2 separate regions of the Sus scrofa genome follow, and region 2 is linked to region 1. Evidence: chromatin contacts called from public Hi-C data. All regions are on one chromosome and are shown on one strand. Each heading gives the region's core, a stretch centred on a gene start, on an enhancer-like site or on the middle of the called end of the contact. The rest is flanking DNA. Distances are from core to core; before and after follow the strand shown. Region 1 overlaps LOC110257572 (a long non-coding RNA gene). Region 2 overlaps LOC110257572 (a long non-coding RNA gene).

The links. A called contact is a pair of places that touch in the nucleus more often than the background predicts.
Region 2: a Hi-C map of liver shows a contact between it and region 1, with 3 times the contacts expected there. The contact joins two enhancer-like sites. A contact is called at or near these places in 1 of 5 promoter capture datasets (liver), 17 of 47 Hi-C or Micro-C datasets (alveolar macrophages, brain, embryonic fibroblasts and 9 more) and 2 of 2 datasets of contacts at active chromatin or transcription factors (alveolar macrophages and skeletal muscle).

The regions. Positions count from the first base shown.
Region 1 is chr18:17,980,774-17,983,683 of Sscrofa11.1, forward strand. LOC110257572 (a long non-coding RNA gene) reads left to right here. Exons shown (of 3, transcript XR_002340372.1): 1 at 1-2,302. Among named protein-coding and RNA genes, the nearest start is that of MIR29B-1, 57 kb to the right of the region's middle. Within about 2 kb of position 1,513, at least 30 of the 83 cell types and tissues checked have an H3K27ac peak or open chromatin away from gene starts, as enhancers often do. A contact at or near this core is called in liver, mesenteric adipose tissue, omental adipose tissue and 2 more, where this site is marked.
Region 2 is chr18:18,028,419-18,031,328 of Sscrofa11.1, forward strand. It overlaps LOC110257572 (a long non-coding RNA gene), which reads left to right. Exons shown (of 3, transcript XR_002340372.1): 2 at 1-2,415. Among named protein-coding and RNA genes, the nearest start is that of MIR29B-1, 9.8 kb to the right of the region's middle. Within about 2 kb of position 1,398, at least 37 of the 83 cell types and tissues checked have an H3K27ac peak or open chromatin away from gene starts, as enhancers often do. A contact at or near this core is called in liver, mesenteric adipose tissue, omental adipose tissue and 2 more, where this site is marked.

The DNA.
Region 1 (2,910 bases), core at 263-2,762:
TTTTAAGGGGAAAATGCTATTTTTTTTTTCTGTTTCATTATTGATGCCTAAAAAATTGGAGTATGTGCTTGCCTATTTGTATTTGGAAACTAGAAACTGTTTAGTTTTTTTTTTTTTTTTTTTTTTTTTTGTCCCTTCCCTTTCAGATTGCATCAGACTTTGCTTTCATTATAAAAATAAAGTACCAACTAGATAGACCGTAGGAGTGGTGTAGTTGCAGGACTGAAATCAAAATGGTTCCGATTACTGAGAGAGCTGTTCATTTACTTATTATTTTTTTTTCGTAATCTGAATGAAGAGTATAGCATCTCTCACAAGGTAACGATTTGATATTTCAAAGTTGTAAATAGCCATTTAGCCTTTCTGCTGCCTGATGGAAATGAAAGTAATTTTTCACAGGCTGGATGACACTTGTTTTATCATGAATCTTAAAATCCCTCATATTTGCTTGAAGCAGTTTTGAAGTTGTCATAGTAACAGCATGATATTCGGAGGGTCCTTTTAGTAGTTCTTTAGCTCGAGTTAATTAATTTTATTAACTCTGGATGTTTTTTCTTTTTATTCTTCTCTGACAAACAAAGGCCATAATTGCTCAAATATGTATTTCGTGTTCTTTATTTCTTGGTGACTGTAGTTCGAGGACTTGTTGTTTTGCAGGTTGTTTCAGGAGAGAAACAAGAATGTTATCAGTTGGTTTCAGATAAGTTAAACTTGAGTTTTTAATTACTTCTCTGTAAAATTGCACCACCACTGTAAGACCAGAATTTGGTTTTATTTAAAGAGTTGGATTATAGGAAATGTTCTCTCAAATTTAATGGTGACTTACACAGTTAAATTATGTTACAAGTATTCTTTCTCTCTCTTTTTTTTTTTTTAATTCTTCTACATCAAGAATAAGAATTGAGGAACAGAGAAGGGAAATGTGTCAGACTGCCAGGGGAAAATTATTTCTTTAAAAATGTAACACTCAGATACAATATCAAAATCATTTCCACAAGAGAAAAAGAAATGAGTAAATCTTGACTTTATCAAAATTAAAAGTGCAACAATGCTTTCTGAAATTCTAAAATATGCCAACATAAATTATCCTCTAGGGAAGTTTGTGGGAATTTTTTATTGGGGGAAAGTAGGTCAAGATCTTCTATTAGAAAAGCTCTGTGGCAGAAATTCTTGCCAGTATGGCGATTGGTGAGAAAGGAAGCCCTTCTCTTGGGCAGGGAGAGGGTCTGAAGAAAAAATAGTCTGTATGAGGTCTGGATGCAGGGACTTAAAAAAGTATCAGATGTTCAGTGCTTTTGTTTTCTTAGAAAAGTGATCAGAGAGATGTGGCACTTATAAAAGGGACCACGTGAGTTCTGTGGGTTTAATGCTAACACCAGTATCCCTACTGTCGTGTGAAGTATTTGTTCAACCAGGGGCGATTCAAGAAGGTCGGGGTAGCAGCGTGTGCAGCCAACAGCAGTGAAGGTGCTAATACACGTCCAGTGATGTCAGGAGTTACGAGACAGAGGTTTCAAAATACTGCGGTAAACAAGGTCAAAGTGTCCCATTTTGCTGGAAGAAGGTTTGTTTTTATGAGCTGAACAGTACATGGATGAAGTAAGTTTTCAAAACAAACATCAAATTTGGGTTTTAAAAAATGAACCCGATGAGATTTAGTAAGGGGTTACATTTTTAAGCAAAATTATACTTTTTTCCTTTTTTTTTTTTTTTTTTTAAATGGATTCTCTGTAGTTTCCACAGAGGAAATGAAAATTCTTGTGATCTAGGATTCTTAAATGCAGTTTTAGACAGCGAGACGGGACAAATGCCGGTCACCAGTAAAATACCTCTTTTAATTTTGTGCCCTCCGCTCTTTCTTAAGGCTAAGTTTAAGTGCAAGAAAGTTAATGGCACAGAATACTGCTGACTGTGTGGTTCCTGTCTTTATGCATTTTCCAACCTTGAACCTGAGAATGCCAGAGGCTCGCGTCTCTGGACACTCGTCTGAGTGGTTATCTGCTGGTGGCCTGGTTCCTGAGGTAACAAGTGGGTGTCCCAGGCGTGCGTGTGGTAACAACAGCAGTGGTGCCACGTGGCGCCCAGAGGTTGCCTGGGTCTGAACTGGGGATTCCTTGTCCTCGATGAAGCCTCTGAGATGAACTGTGAACTTGGGGCATCCGAGAGGCGCAGGCATTTAGGAGTCCTGCAGCAAACCTGGACCCGAGTGTAAACACAGCTTCCAAAGCGAAAGCAGGGGCCTTGAGGAAAGGAGTTTTACCCTCATCTCGCTCGCGACCAGCTTACTGTGCTGGAAAACAAAGTAAGTGTTGTTTATTTCTTTGTTAGTCAGTCTCTCCTACATGTTTTTTCTTGCTAACATTATTAGACACTCAATATCTGGCAAATGCCAAGTTGTTTTTTTGTTTTTTTTTTCTTTCCCCTTCATCGGGAAGCAGGAGATGAAGTTTGTTCAATAGCTAATTGCTTCTTTTATCTTTTCGATCTCTCTTCCTGCATCTAATGTGCTGGCTGGCTTGTTAGAGATAGTAAGAGACTGAAATTTATTATCAATGAGAAAACAAAAAAGTTCTCTTTTTCTCCCCCCTCTTTTTAAATGGTTCAAGAACTTAGCATTAATTAAATGACAGTGACACAGACAAGGCTGTTTATGTGGTGCGGCCAGGAGCGCATCTAGCAGAATAGCCCCGCTTCACTTGCCCTCATTTCCACTGGAAGCAGGAAGGGCACACGACAGGTATGGAGACGGGGAGTCTCCACGTGGAAACTGCAGGCACTAGATGGGAATGGCTCTTGGACAAGAGGCTGTAATTTTAAAACCTGTCAGGAAATGGGAAGGACCCAAAGAATACAAGTTATTTAATGATGTTGGGGAAAAAATTTAATATAAAAAATGGGTTAAAATAGATA
Region 2 (2,910 bases), core at 148-2,647, 48 kb after region 1:
CTTTATCAAGTAGCAAAAGACAGCAAGTCAGACCACCAAGTCATCATTTTAGCTGATTAGATTTTCCAAAAGACAGAACAGTAAGCTCTCCACGTTTTCACTGCTGAGCAGTGGCTCTTGGGAAATACTCCCAACTCAGTTTCTGTAAAACCTTAAAAAGTCTGGTGACAGTTACTCAGACAGCTGCCCGAATGCAGATGCTACAGATGTGGTTGCCCATGCCCTCGCCCCTGTGAGATTTCAGAATGGGAGAAAATAGCATCACGTCTCTTGCTTTTTGAGTACGAAATTTTTTAATTAAAAAAGAAAAAAAAAAGCCGAATTCTTTGTTCCTTTACACGCCCAGTTAATTCTCTGCAGCAGAAGTGTCCCTGGGGGCCCAAACCCAGTCATCTTCTCGGGCAAATGGCCTTGAGCGCCGCGTGTCTGCGTGCTCTCACTGTCCTGGGGTGGTTTTCAGCAAGTCCCTGGACCTCAACTACTTAGTTCCCAAAGATGCTGTGAGCCTGTGACTTGGAAGTTGGGTTTTTCTCTGTTATGTTGTTTGTTTACTTTCCATGAGCCACACAGAAATCTGGTTGGACAGTCGAAGGGTTCCCACTTTCTCTCCGGGGAAGAATTCAAGCGGATTCTACCAGAGACCAGAACCATATCCTGTCTCCTACAACCTTTGTGGTTTCAGATCAATAGGAGGCCAAATCGAAATGCATTGGAAGTTCAATTGACTTTAGAATCCACTCCAGTCCAAAGAATCTCTAGATTCACTGCATTTGGGCGTGTGGTTTGGGGAAAGAGGATTTTTTTTTTTTTTTTTTTTTAAAGGAGGGTAGCTTTATTCTTTATTTTTTGACCTATGTGGGAAGGGAGAACTGACCTGATTTGGGGGAGAGGTTACAAAAAAGTCAATCCCGGTGAAAGACTGGTGAGCATTCTGCCCCCACCTGAGGACGGCCTGCGCCTGTGAAAAAGCCGGGGAAGGGACCGACATGACAGCGTTGACGCATCCTGGCGTCAGAAGGCCTTAGGGAAGCTCTCAGGCCCTGATGAGTTAAAAAGGCAGAGGCAGCCAGTCAGCGAGTGCCCGCCTGGGCACGGATTTGTTTATCCTGCCCTTCTGAAGTCAGAGCCAACATTCTTCATGGCTTTGAATGATCCGGAATGTTTCTCTCTTGGCAGGGCCGGCTTTGCACACACGGGCGTGTGTACGACTCAGGCCCCCGAGATGTGGGCCAAAGCAGAGCCAGCCTCAGCCGAGGTGTCGCATCTCAGAATCGTCTTGTTTTAGAGCAAAAGGGAAACTGTCACACACAGCTGCTTGTGTCAGAGATGGAGAGACCGAACCTGGGTGGTGGTGGCCAGAGGTCACGGAACTGGAGGAGGGCCAGCGGGAGCCAGGCCGCCCGCCTCTGACCGCACGGCTCCTGTCCAAGCCCGGGAAGAGGCTCCAGGGCGCCCTTGGCCTCCCAGCGGGAGAGGCCGCTGCCCTTTGAGGAATGCTTAGAAAATGACTTGGGTCAGAAAGGAGAGCCTCATTTTTACAAAATGAAACAAATCAGTCATTTATTCGTCATAGGCAGCTTTCCCCAAACTTCCTTTGTCAGTGCGGCCAATTTATTAGCTCCTGGGCTCCCAGAAATAAGAAAAACACTGTCTCTATCTGTGCGCCAAAATGGGAGACTCGACCTACTCCCCCCCACTTTTCTTTTCTCCTTTTGTAGATGAGAACTAACTATTTCACGCTAGTTCTTAATAAAACAAACGCCGACTCCTTCCCGCAGGAGACAGAATTGAGCAATGTTCTGAGAACACGCTGTGCTCCTTGGGGCACTGAGTCAATGTGCTGTTTTAGAAGATGCTCCAGAAGCTTGGAAGTGCCTCTTGGGAGCGAAGCAAAAGGGGTGGAGCCGGGAGCAGTGACTCACCCTTCCTGCCTGGCGGCGGCAGGGAGCCTCCAGGAGCCTGGAGGAGAGGACTCAGGCCCCAGGAGTTCCCGCTGGGCCCACGCGCCTCCGTGTCCTCTGGCCCCACCACCTCTGCACCCATGAGAGCCGCGGAGGAAGCTCTCTCCTCCTGGCCCTCTGCCCGCCGCTTCCAGGAGCCCTGGGAGGACGATGTATCTGTATAAGGACAACCTCCTGAGCCGAGAGACGGTCACTTACCTGAGGAGGAAGAGCCAGTCAGAGCTCAAGGGCTGCAGGGGCCTTCCGGGAGGCGCTGGGGCTGCATCTATGGCTTTGTTGTTACCAGCGAGAAGCGAGTCCCTCAGTCCCAGTAACAGTAAATGCCAGCTGCCTCCCAGTCCAGGGAGACGGTGCCGCCGGGAAGACCAGCCCGTGACCAGCTTCTAGCATGACTTGAAGAAAAAAATCACCATGTTTCGTGCACCTCATCACCGGTGTTGCCTTCGTCTTTCAGGTGAACCAGCGCGGGGAAGGAGAAGTGCTTGGCGTGTCCCCCGCCCCGGCCTTTCCCGGGGATGGCGCTCCTGGGCCCCGAGCCCTCCCCGAGCTGCACAGAATGTTCCCCTAGAAAGGCCTGGGCCTTGGTTTAACTTCCTCGCATTCTTGAAAATTCTGGCTGTCTTGCATTTGTACGTACTTTAAAAATTGTCATCTAGCTAGTGTCTCAAATTTTAAGGCGTGAGTAAAATTCTTTTAGCAGAAAATTACACGCTTAGGGTATAGAAACGGAACTGAAAGCTGTGTACTCAAGGTTTTTGTATTCAAAGCGGACGCGAAGGCCCCTCCCCACCTTGTCAGGGGATCTCTCTCAGGCCCCTTTCCTGTTCGAAGCCCACTCCACTCCCCCCACCAGCCCCACGCCCTAAATGACCGCGGTCCCCTCCCCTGCGTGCGCACTGTGACACCTCCCCACCCCTCCGCTTCATTCCACAGTTGGACGGCCAGGTCA